2 separate regions of the Hordeum vulgare genome follow, and region 1 is linked to region 2. Evidence: chromatin contacts called from public Hi-C data. All regions are on one chromosome and are shown on one strand. Each heading gives the region's core, a stretch centred on a gene start, on an enhancer-like site or on the middle of the called end of the contact. The rest is flanking DNA. Distances are from core to core; before and after follow the strand shown.

Region 1 (5,996 bases), core at 247-2,746, 480 kb after region 2:
AAGTGTGATCCATACCACTAGGTCTGACAGTAGGTGAAAGAGTGGAAATATAAGAAATAAAAATAAACAGATCAAACCAATGCAGCGTGCACATAGGATACATGGCCTCACTGCCTCGCATTCATCTATGTGTGGGAAGCTGTAGTAAATGCTATAGTGAAACATAGCAATAGGTAGGGTAGGCACCACCTGAACTTAGGTATATATGAACCCGCTTTTTAAATGCATTTTAAAGATGTTTCAAAATGTTGAAAAGTACAAAACAAAATTTCAAGCACACATCTTCACAAAATATGTGAGGGTTATAAAATTTGATAAAAAAAATATTTTTTATTTAGAAGATAAATTTTAGAGCTTGTTGATATTTCCGAAATGAGTTTTCCGAAGTGAGTTTATATGTAATCTTTTTAGATATTTTTATCAATTTAGAAATGTGTTTTTCAAAGTGGGCTAATCTATTATTTTCCGCAATAAGTCATTTTTTGTGCAAATACATACTCTGGTAGTGATTGCGTAAGAACACAAGAAGCTTTCTTGTGCTGATTTCAAGTAAATCCACAATAAACATTTGTCTTGAATCATTTCTCTGTCATTTTCATCAGTTATTTTCATCAAAATCACTCTGCAACATGAAGACGCGCATTGCGCCTGCATGCATACTAGTATATATATATATGGGTACTACTAGCACTTTCGAATTTTAAAGATTAAAAGCTGCTGGAAAGTCCACACTAGCAATGAAGGTTTCTTAGACTACTCATAGTGGGGACTCCGGAGTACCATATAGTACTCTCTCCGTTTCTTTTTTTCTCTGCGTATTTAAATTATATAGTATGAAAATACATCTCGTGATGTATCTGATAATATTGATTTCATGTTGTGAATGTTGATATTTTTTAATATAAAGTTAGTCAAACTTTACCAAGCTTGACTTTGACCAAACCTTATATACAGACTAAAAAAAAACGGAGGGAGTATGATACTATTGTATGCTACTCACAGTATTGTAAACTAATATCATAAATAATCTTATTTATTAACATGCATACATATACTCCGTCCGTTCTTAAATATAAGTCTTTTAAGAGATTTGACTAGTGGTCTACATACGAAGCAAAATGAATGAATCTATATTCTAAAGTATGTCTATATACATCTGTATGTAGTCCATTAGTGGAATCTCTAAAAAGATTTATATTTAGGAACGTAGGGAGTAGTAGAAGAATATGTAACATGATATAATACCTATCTATGTTATTCTATTTTTTTTCTTCTTTACTTGTCTGTCACATTAACATATTTGCTAGTCCCAAATACTACCAGCTATACATGGGCATAGACCGGGCCGGACCGGAAAAAAACCAGGCCCAAGCCCGGCCCAGCCTGACTGTCACGCCTAAAATTTGGGCCCAAACCTAAAAAAGTCCGACTGAACCTGGCCGGCCTGGTGTGACGACGGCTTAAATTATGTACCCATTAAGCTCGAGCCCGACCCGGCCCGACCACAGGCTTCAATTTTAGACCCGAGCCTGATTCCATGACAAGTTTAGGCCCGACCCATCCAGAATTTTCGAATCGGGTCGGGTCAGCCTTAATATTGCCCAATTTGGTGCCGTATGCCTGTACCAGCCTTCATTAATTCTCAGCATCTGAACATTGACCATGGAGTAAATGAAATGGAAGCAAATGATAACTCAAGTCATTTAAGGCTGCATGCGGGGCATTGATCCACAAAGCATGCGCATTAAATGAACGGCGAGTTGCAAGTTCGCCCTTGCAGCGAAACGAGGTGGCGACGTGTCATTCAATAGGACTCAAGACTGCCAGGTCTCTCCCTTCCCATCCGTGTCCTGCGTTTATATGCAGGTCACTGCATACACATGTCTTGTAGGTACAATAAATTTTAGAAAATACTACCTCCGAAAATTAATATAAAAGCATTTAGATAGTTAAAATAGTGATCTAAACGTTTTTATATTAATCTACAGAGAGAGTATTTACTTAGAGGGTGTTTGTTTCCATGAACTTATTGGTCTAGGGACTTAAAAAAGTCCCTATAAGTCCCACCTAAACCAAACACAAGGGACTTATTGGAACTTATTGTGGTGATTTGGGACTTATCAAATAAGACTCTCAGGGAGGAGCTTATTGAGACTTATCCCGGGCCGGACCTACCCCGCGTCGCTCCAGGCTCGTTCCCCGCACGCCGCCCCGCCTCTCGGTCCAATCGCCGCCGCCACCCCGCCTCTCGCCCCGTCGCCGCCCCGTCGCCGCCCCGCCTCTCGCCCCGTCGCCGCCCTGCCTCTCGCTCCGGTCGCCGCCACGCCTCGGTTCGTTCTGCCTCGGTTCGCCGCCCCGTCGCCGCCCCGCCTCGGTTCGTTTTGCCTCGGTTCGTTACAGCGGTGCCTCCAATCGCCGAACAGGCCCTCTCCTGAGCCTCGTTGCAGCGGTGCTTATCCTGTGTGCCGTACGCGTTGGCTGATGACGATCCATGTGAACAAGTGTATTATTAGATGCAACATGGACTTATAAGTCTCTGTAAACAAACAGGTAGGGACTCGAGACTTATAAGTCCCTGTAAACAAACAGGTAGGGACTTATGACTTATAAGTTGGGACTTAAAAAAGTCCTAAGACTTATGAAACAAACAGGGCCTTAGAATCATTTGTTCGTCCATTTACAAAATGACTGTATTCTCACATCTACAAATACTGCATTCTCACAAAATTTAATTTTTTTGTCACATCTATTTATTTAGCATACACCCATCCATATGTAGAAACAAAAAAGTAGTCCTTAAAATATGTAGGGGTGGCCTACAGCGTGACAGTCGCGCAGCTTCGAAAACCTCAAGACGGTGGAAACCTCAGCGCCCCCTTTTTTGTCCGTCCGTCTTCACTCCAAGACTCTGCCTAGCTTTCCCTCGTTTCCATCTCTCCTGGCCGCGTTTCTCCTTGCCAAGAGTCGAGAAGAGCACGATCGCCATGGCAACGACGCACATGTCGGGCTCTTGCGCGCCCACCGCCATGCCGGACGCCATGCAGCTGCAGCTCACCATGGGCCCATTCAGCGGCAACAGCCGTGGGGGAGAGGAGATCAGGCCGTCGTCCCTTCAGGCGCCACGTGGTCGAGCCCTGTGGCGACGTGCAGTCGATGCCGGCAAAGGCGGAGCTGCTGCAGGCGATGCCGGAGCTGAAGCCACCTGCTCTCCATGGTCACCGACCCCCTCATCCTCGACGGCATACGGCGGCGTCGCCGGCCTGCAATGGGCAATGAGTAGCTTGCCATCTTGGACTGCCTCTTAGTTAGTTGTCTGCCTCTTTGTTTTTATCCTACAGTTAGATAATGCTAGTGTTCCAGTCTTCTGATCGAGCTGCATGAAATCTTTTGTTTACGTGCTTTCCTATTGGAGTATTCAAATTATGTAAATACTCCGGTGGTGCTTGAACTTGTCACATATGTTCAGTTTACTGTCTGAACTTGAAAATACGTTGAACTGGCTCTAAAACTTGACATGAACATACAGATACGGTGCTAATTTCATTCGTATACATAGAGTCCGCCGATGTGGCACTGTATATGGCTGACTTTGCAATGACATTACATGGGGCCCACTTGTAGCAACGAACCTCATGGTATGCAAATATTAGTGTGCATGCTAAATAAATATATAATGGTTTGAAATAAAATATCTTACAAAAATGTTCCTGATTTTTCTTTAATTATTCCCTAGTTATCTATGAAATACTATTTAAAATATAGTACATGATTGTTTAAAAATGTTTACTTAATATTTTTTAAAATATATGTATGTTTTTCAAAACAATGCGTGAATATTTTTAGAAGTACACGAGTTTTTCAGTTTCATGTACTTCTATAAATATACACGAGTTTTTCAAAAAACATATATCCAATTGGAAATATATATATGAGTCATAACCATGTATTTATAATATAAATAACAATCATGTTTAAAATTACTATTTTCCAAAGATTTGAATAATTAATCACATATTTTTATAACTCATAATTATATTGTTAAATAAAATGTATGTATAACTAAAAGTACATATAATTTAAAAGCTTTATATGTATACTTGTAATATAACTCATATATTTTAATTTTTGCATTAAGTAATCATTTTTAAACACTAATGAATTATATTTAAAATAGTATTTCGTAAATAACTAGGGGATAATTCAGAAAAAAATACAGAACACTTTTAGTAAGATATTTTTATTGTAAACCATTGTATGTTTATTTTGTGTGCACATGAACACTTGTGTACCATGAAGTAATTATTTATGTACCACAAATATTTGTAACCGACAGCATGGCATGGAGCCCTGTTTTTGTTTTTTTAATAATATGTTTGCATGGATGTTTTTAAGCATGAGGTAATTCTTAATAACACATGAATATTCGAATCTAACTTTTATTATTATGATTATAATTTGCATATGTTTTTATTTTATAAAAGAAATCACACATTAAACTGAACATTCATGTCAAGTTCAAACACCACTAGTCTATTTAGCTCTATTCAAATAATACCATATGAGGAGCTGGGGAGAGGTGAAAGGTGAAGGACAGGTGAACCGACCGGAAATGATGCCTGCTGCACGCATGCAACTGGGCCAGATTAACCAAAACATGCTCAGAAACCGGCCTAGCATAGTACTCCTGGTGTTCATAAACCCGGCTGGCACGCAGATACACGGTGAAACAAAAAGACATGAAAAACTTTTGCTTGCACGCCTTTAGAAACCACCACCACCAGATCAAACACCCAGAGCTGCAGAGATCCTGCTGGTACGCCCCCTCGAGATGCATGCATGCATGCTATCCCATGTTGCTTCCGGAAAGCAAAAAACCTGCAGCACCGGGCAGTGGGAGGGCTCAACACCCATGACAAAATTTTCATATAAATACCACAAGACGACATGAACTACCAACACACTACATGGATAATACTCCCTCCGTTCCTAAATATAAGATCTTTTAGAGATTGGACTATAAACTACATACGGATGTACATAGACATATTTTAGAGTATAGATTCACTCATTTTGCTTCGTATGTAGTCTTCTAGTGAAATCCTTAAAATGTCTTATATTTTGAAACGGAGGGAGTACGGAGGGAGTAACACTCGGGGATGGTAACACAGCTTTTTTCTGGTACGATTCCTGGATGGATGGCCTTGCGCCGCGAGACCTGGCTCCAAAACTTTTTGCTGCTTCGACCAGGAAAAGGAGAACGGTTGCGGGAGCCATTGCAAGCATGGCATGGCTCTCGGACCTAGCGACCACTTTCAGAGATGAGATGATTGATGAGCTGATCCAGCTTGCGGGGAGGTTGCAGAAAGTTGTTCTCACACCAGGTGTTAGTGATGTGATCACCTGGAAGCTAGCTACTGATGGGAAATACTCGGCCAGATCGGCATACAATATGTTGTTCTCGGCCCAGGTGGCCTCTCCTTTTGTTGATCTAATCTGGAGAGTCCATGCACCTCTTAATTGCAGATTTTTTGTTTGGACGGCAATGCTAAACAGAGTGCTCACTGCGGACGTCCTGATGCTTAGAGGTTGGAACAATGATTACTTATGTCCACTGTGCAGGAGGAATCTAGAGATAGTAAGTCACCTGCTCAGGGAATGCCCTTGGTCCAAACAATTTTGGGAGTTAGTATCAGCCTGTACTACATTTACTCATTTTCGGCCACAGGTTTGGAGGGCGAATGTGCCGCTGCTAGTCTGGTTTGAAGAACTAGCTAGCAGGATGCCGAACCGCCATAGGAAATTTATGAAGTCGGCGGCCATGCTCACTTGCTGGGCCATTTGGGGAGAGCGGAATAGGAGGATTTTTGAGCATAAGGAGAGGACAGTGCCGGCTGCGATGGTATTGTTCAGGGATGAAGCATCAATTTGGAAGTTGGCGGGATGCCCGATCACCTTCGATCCGGGCTGAGTTAGGCTAGTCTTTTGGTTCCATGGTC
Region 2 (5,798 bases), core at 2,388-4,887:
CTGAATTATGTTCTCGTATATAGGGCGTCCCGCAACAACCACCGGGCACTAATTATTGTGGATACTACGTTTGCGAGTACATTCACAGGATTATCAATGAGAAATCCCATACTTCCAGAAATCTAGAGGTACGTAACCGGATCTTCACAACTTTATTTATGTTGCCATTAATTATGTTTAGTTTTGTTCATAACTTAATTGTTTTCATCTACTTCTTTTAAAGCTGCAACGAAAGCGGGCGATGCTCAGACCAATCCAACGTTGCAAGGCAGTTGCAGAGGAATTGGCAGGATTTCTCCTCACGCAAGTCATAGATGAAGGCGGAGAATTTTTCCATCCTATGAACCAATAGCCAGCTCCCTTCTCTATGCAAGTATACAGCTATAGGAAACGAACTTCAAATTATGTAATGATAATCGGTCCAGTACTTCGTGTTACATGTATATATGTACTTTTATTTGGTGCATCAACATTTAACCGCAAACACGGAATCGGAAACACTTAACCGCAAACACGGAATAGGTGTTTCCGGATACGTGTTTCCGATTACGTGTTTCCGATTCCGTGTTTGTAAAAAACGGAACACGGACACACGGAATCAGAAACACAGAATCGGAAAGACGTAAACAGAAATACGGAACCGGAAACACGTAAACGGAAACCCTGAAAATACGGAACACGGAAACACCGAAATACGGAATCGGAAACCCTGAAAAGAAAAGGAAAAAAAAAAGAAAAAAAAGCATTAGGACCGGTTGGTGTTACCAACCAGTTCTAAAGGTCCTCCGCCTGCGCGCACTCTTCGGCGCCCACGTGGAGGCCTTTAGCACCGGTTTGTAAGAGACCGGTGCTAAAGGGGGGGGCCTTTAGTCCCGGATACGTAGCACCGGATGTGTATCCGGGTCCAAAGGCCCTTACCAACCGGTTCTAATACCCCTTTCTCCACTAGTGCACCTAGATTATATAATCCAGTTTTTATAATCTATTATGTTATCAAACAAGATAACTTATAGTGTAGATTATAAAAACTAGATGGATAGATTATTAAAAACTCATAATCTACTCTATACCAGCTAAAATCAGTTTATGGATTGCTAATGACCCATTACCCTTGTAAAGTTGGAGATAATAACATTTCTACCACCGCTACCCTCCTCTTTTAAAATAAAACAGAGGGTAGACAGGTCATTATGCAATGTAAAACCTAGATTACAGTTTATATAATCTGGCCTCCAAACATGTTCACCTAGATTATTTTTATAAACCAGATCATATAATTTATCTTCGTAATCCAGATTATCATAATCTATTATGGTTCCAAACAGGGCCTAAGTCGGAAGGAGATGTGGTGGCAGGGCCCCCAGCTACGGGCGTCGGCGACCCCCCTCCCCGTTGTTTGCCCAGGAAGTAGCCGGGAGGCTCGCGAGAGCCTAACAACTCCCTTACGTAGCAGTGAAATTCAAAACTCGAGTCTACAACTTACTATAAGGGGAGTGATCTGCGCCGGCATGCCGGCCCAAATTTGGGCCGGTCACACCCCGTCCGTCGGATTTGGCCACCCTTGGCCGTCAGATCTATCCCCATCCTCTCGTCACCTTATGCTCAACCTCGCGCGTGATATGAAAGGGAGAGGGAGGAGAGCGCCGCCCCAGCACGTGCCGACCACCTCGGCTCACGTTCTCATCTTGCTTCACCGTCGCCCGTCGCCGGTTGCCGCCCTCGTCGTCCATCCTGTGTCGCCGAGCAAGGCCATCGCCGCCATCCTCGCCACCAGCTCCAGCCATGCAACATTTGCACCATGTGGTTGCATCTCCGCGCGGCTACGGTTGTAGCTCCGGTTGCGACGGCAACTGCTTGACGGCGAACTCGCCGCTGCTCATGCCCGTCGGTCTCCACCTCGTCGGTCGCATCTCAACCCACCCCTCTGTGTTGCAAACGCTGGAAAAAAGGCTTGAACCCCCAGATGAAAAGGCTTCAACCCTAGATGAAAAAGCATCAATCGACACTGCGAATCAGGGAAAGATATAGTCAGTGACACAAAATGTTTTAACCTTAGATGAAAAAAAATTCAATCAGATGTTGGAGAGAGCTTTAGTCATGCGCTGTTCAAAAACGAAAAAAGTTTCAAACGTTTCAAGAAAAGCTTCAAACATGGATGCAAAAAGTTTTAATCATGTATAAAAAAGCTTCAACCGTAAAAAAAAAGCTCCAATCAAACACTTCAACCAAAAAAAACTGCAAATGTTGACAGAGAAAACTTCAACCGTATATGAGAAAAAGATTCAACTGGCTACCGGCAACGGAAAAGCTGTGGTTGCAGCCCACGGTCACCTCGGTCATCGTCGTCACGCACCCCAGCTAAGCACGTGGACATTGCTGTAGTAGCACTTTTTCACCCCCATTTTGCATTATCTCTCTTGATCTCGTCGCTTACCATCGTCAGGCGCATCGGCCGTCGGTAAAGTTCCATCGGGCGAGATTGGGTCGCGTTGGTGAAGTCTTTGCCGGATCGCCAGAGATGGTGCGACGTTCGCTCTGAGGTCGCCAAGGGAGGAAGAAGGAGAAAAGAAGATAAGGCAAAAAAAAAAAATTGAAGAAAAACATAAATACGCTACATCTATTACGATCGAACGCGAGCCACGCCACCGACAGAACGTTGTAAAACGTTTCCCTTTGTCAAAGAGCATGTCATACTAGCACAAAGAGTGCAACAGCGAAGAGGACTCAACACAAACGACTCGATCTCGATCGACGCCCGTAACCGCCATCCCCGCGCGCCCAGGCTCCCAGAAACCTCTAACCGCCGGCCGCGCGCCATGGACAGCACCGTCGACGCAATGGCGGCCGCTTACGACGCGCTGGTCGACGCCGCAGCCGCCGTTGTCCGCGAGCCCGGGCGCACGGCAGCGCTCACGGACCTCCACCGCTGCCTCGACGCCTTCAGCGAGTCCTGCGACCGAGCCGAGGGCCTCGTCCTGGCGGCCGCCTCCGGCCTCGGCACCGACCCCTCCCGCCACGACGCGCTGTGCCGCGCCGTGCGCGCGGTCGACAAGGATCTCCAGGGCGGCCAGGAGTAGGAAGAGAAGAATCGCACTCCGAGCACGCCGCTGGCAGCCGGGGACAAATAGCCGGGGACAAGTAGGTCGATCCATCCCGTCTCCCGTTGATGTGATGTTAATCGCTCTTGTTTTTTCTATATGAAGTTCATTGTTCTTGGTTGATTTGCTAATCGGGTTAGTCGTCTGGAAGACTGGAACATGAATGAAACGGTCACAGGAAAGAAGAACGGAGCAGTTGCTTCTTCTATGTTGGAATGCAGATTAATTCATCATGCTTTTATCCTGTATGTACGTACGCGTTGCTTTCGGATCCGCGGCAAAATCTATGAGCAAAAGAAAGTGGAGAAGGAGAAAACAATTCCATGTATTTTGTTGTTCGTCCTTCAATTCGAACAGATGATTCTCAACCCACGATACAAAATCGTGTTCCGAATTTATGGACTAGAAACTGCACATACTGCCATCCTATGGGTGTGACCTGTGAAATCATGGATTGCGTGCCCTCCACAAGAATAGTGTGAGGCGAGATCTGATTTGACAGTGGAAAGCAATGCATGCAGGGAAATCCGAAGATGGAGGACCAGCTTCCTCTTGGTTTGGTGTCCACGGCTAGCTGACCAGACGTACTCAATCTCTCTGGACGGACAAGGGCTGGGTGTTTTTTCCATATGCGGCCGCAATACGGATAAGGCGAGAACAGCGACAGACAGATACCTCTTGCTGGCCTGTCGCTGTTGCATTGTTTTCCTGGTGCCACATAGCCACCGAGCAATTCTATTTTTTTGACCAGGCCAAGCCGACTAAGATTTAACCAAATCTCAATCAAGTGAGATAACATTTAAGTGAAAAAAAAATCATTCATCTTAATATAAGATCTCACGAATATAGTATTGACTGAGATTTAACGAAGTCTCGATCGACTGAGACTTAGCAAGAGTGTAGTTTTATTTTCCTCTCATTTTACAGATCTTGTCTAACCTCCTTCCTTAATCAATGGAATGAAAATTATTTTGCCTTGCTTAAAAATTATTCTTGTATTATACTGCTAGTGCTCATCGCGGACCAATTTTCTTCTTTCAGTCAACTAGTAAACATGCCCGTGCAACACACGTCTTGATCAAAGCAGCCCATTAAATTTAACATGAATATTGAATTTTGAATTCATATTCTAGAAATTTTAAAAAAATGATAGAATACTATAGCATGAGATCTCTGCCTCTCGAAAGGTCAAGTTTAATACAGACCCCATTACTCATCATTTTACTATGTTATGTGAGGTTCAATCAGACCAAAATAAATATAACCCATTTAGAAATCACAAAACTATGGTAAAGATTTCAGGAAGTCCACTAGGGTTAAGGTAAAAGAAAAATTGTGGGAATGTGAAAGAACAAATCTAAAGTGGACAACATATTGAATTAATGTGAAGATAGCAATCGGAATCTAACTTTCACTTCTACATATTATAAACTGTGTAATCTGAAACATGTAAACTATGCAATATAAAAAGTGCTAGTTCTGTAGAGCGACCGAAATGGCGGCGGCACCAACATCCTCGCTGGCTACGACACGACCCTCATGTCCCCGCCTATTGCGGATGCACTCGATACCCGTGTCAGTGCATAGTGGAACCGAGACTTCTGCATCCTCAATGGTGGCAGGTACCCGCGCTTCTCCCCATTAACAATAATCCTGTTTTCTAAACCAACCATTACAAAACATAATATCATTTGAACAAACGTTTCACTTTTATGCAAATCTATTCAGAGTACAAGTACTTGCCTTAGCCTTTTGAGGATGTCTATAGGGGGGAAAGATCGTAAACTGCAAACGCAAAATACTTGAGTTTCCATGATAACCGGAGTGACCCATCCTATGTGTAATTAAACTTCAAAGGTGTTCTTTAGAAAAAAAATTATTCGATGCAGATGTCAAATACAGATACCGAATAGTCAAGTTACCTGGCATCATAGTAATCAAATTCACATAATGAAAATCATGGAGTGCTAAGAAAAGTGATTCCACTAAGTATTACGATATGAAATAGTTGTGCAAGCTAAGATATTTAAGTGTAAGAAATGAACATGGTTCCTTGCAAACTCTATACACAACATGACTGTTGTACGCTAATGAACTATAGCTCCTCCTTCATTCATTTTAGAGTCCTTATGCCTAAAAATAAAAGCACATGGTGATTGTTCATGCATGAAAATCTGATGGTTCTCCAAGGGGGAGAGGTAATCAAACAACAACTCAGGAGCTATTATCAATATGAAAATATCAAATAATAAGAAAAAAGAGAATATTGCTCACAAAAAATAATTTTGTACAATATGAATTCATGATATCTGCATCCTCACTTTTGGCACAAGTAGATCATCTTTTAGTTGACAACTTTAACAAAAGTATTGTTAGGCCACAGATTAAATCTACTTAACTGTTTAACATGCATGGACGCATATCCCAACTGCAAAAGAAAAGGAACAATAGTTGCTACAGTTGATTGTCGCACATGCATATATGTGTAGAACAGGAAACAAATTTAGTGTGGAAATTGACTACTCATTTTTCCTCAAACCAAATAAAAGTGAAAGGATCATGGGTATATTTTCCCCTATTGACAGGTTTAAATTGCTGTCAAAAAAAGAGAATAGACTCACCTGATTGAGCAACAACGACCAAAGAATACAGCTGCAAATACTCAAGGAATAAGGGCACAAGGATAGTGTCATACATGAT

What was found. A called contact is a pair of places that touch in the nucleus more often than the background predicts.
Region 1: a Hi-C map of leaf shows a contact between it and region 2, with 2.7 times the contacts expected there. The contact joins two enhancer-like sites. A contact is called at or near these places in 2 of 6 Hi-C or Micro-C datasets (both in leaf).

What each region holds. Positions count from the first base shown.
Region 1 is chr6H:89,417,720-89,423,715 of MorexV3_pseudomolecules_assembly, forward strand. No RefSeq gene overlaps it. Among protein-coding and RNA genes, the nearest start is that of LOC123401895, 120 kb to the right of the region's middle. Within about 2 kb of position 1,497, at least 2 of the 3 cell types and tissues checked have open chromatin away from gene starts, as enhancers often do. A contact at or near this core is called in leaf, where this site is marked.
Region 2 is chr6H:88,933,749-88,939,546 of MorexV3_pseudomolecules_assembly, forward strand. No RefSeq gene overlaps it. Among protein-coding and RNA genes, the nearest start is that of LOC123401895, 610 kb to the right of the region's middle. Within about 2 kb of position 3,638, at least 1 of the 3 cell types and tissues checked has open chromatin away from gene starts, as enhancers often do. A contact at or near this core is called in leaf, where this site is marked.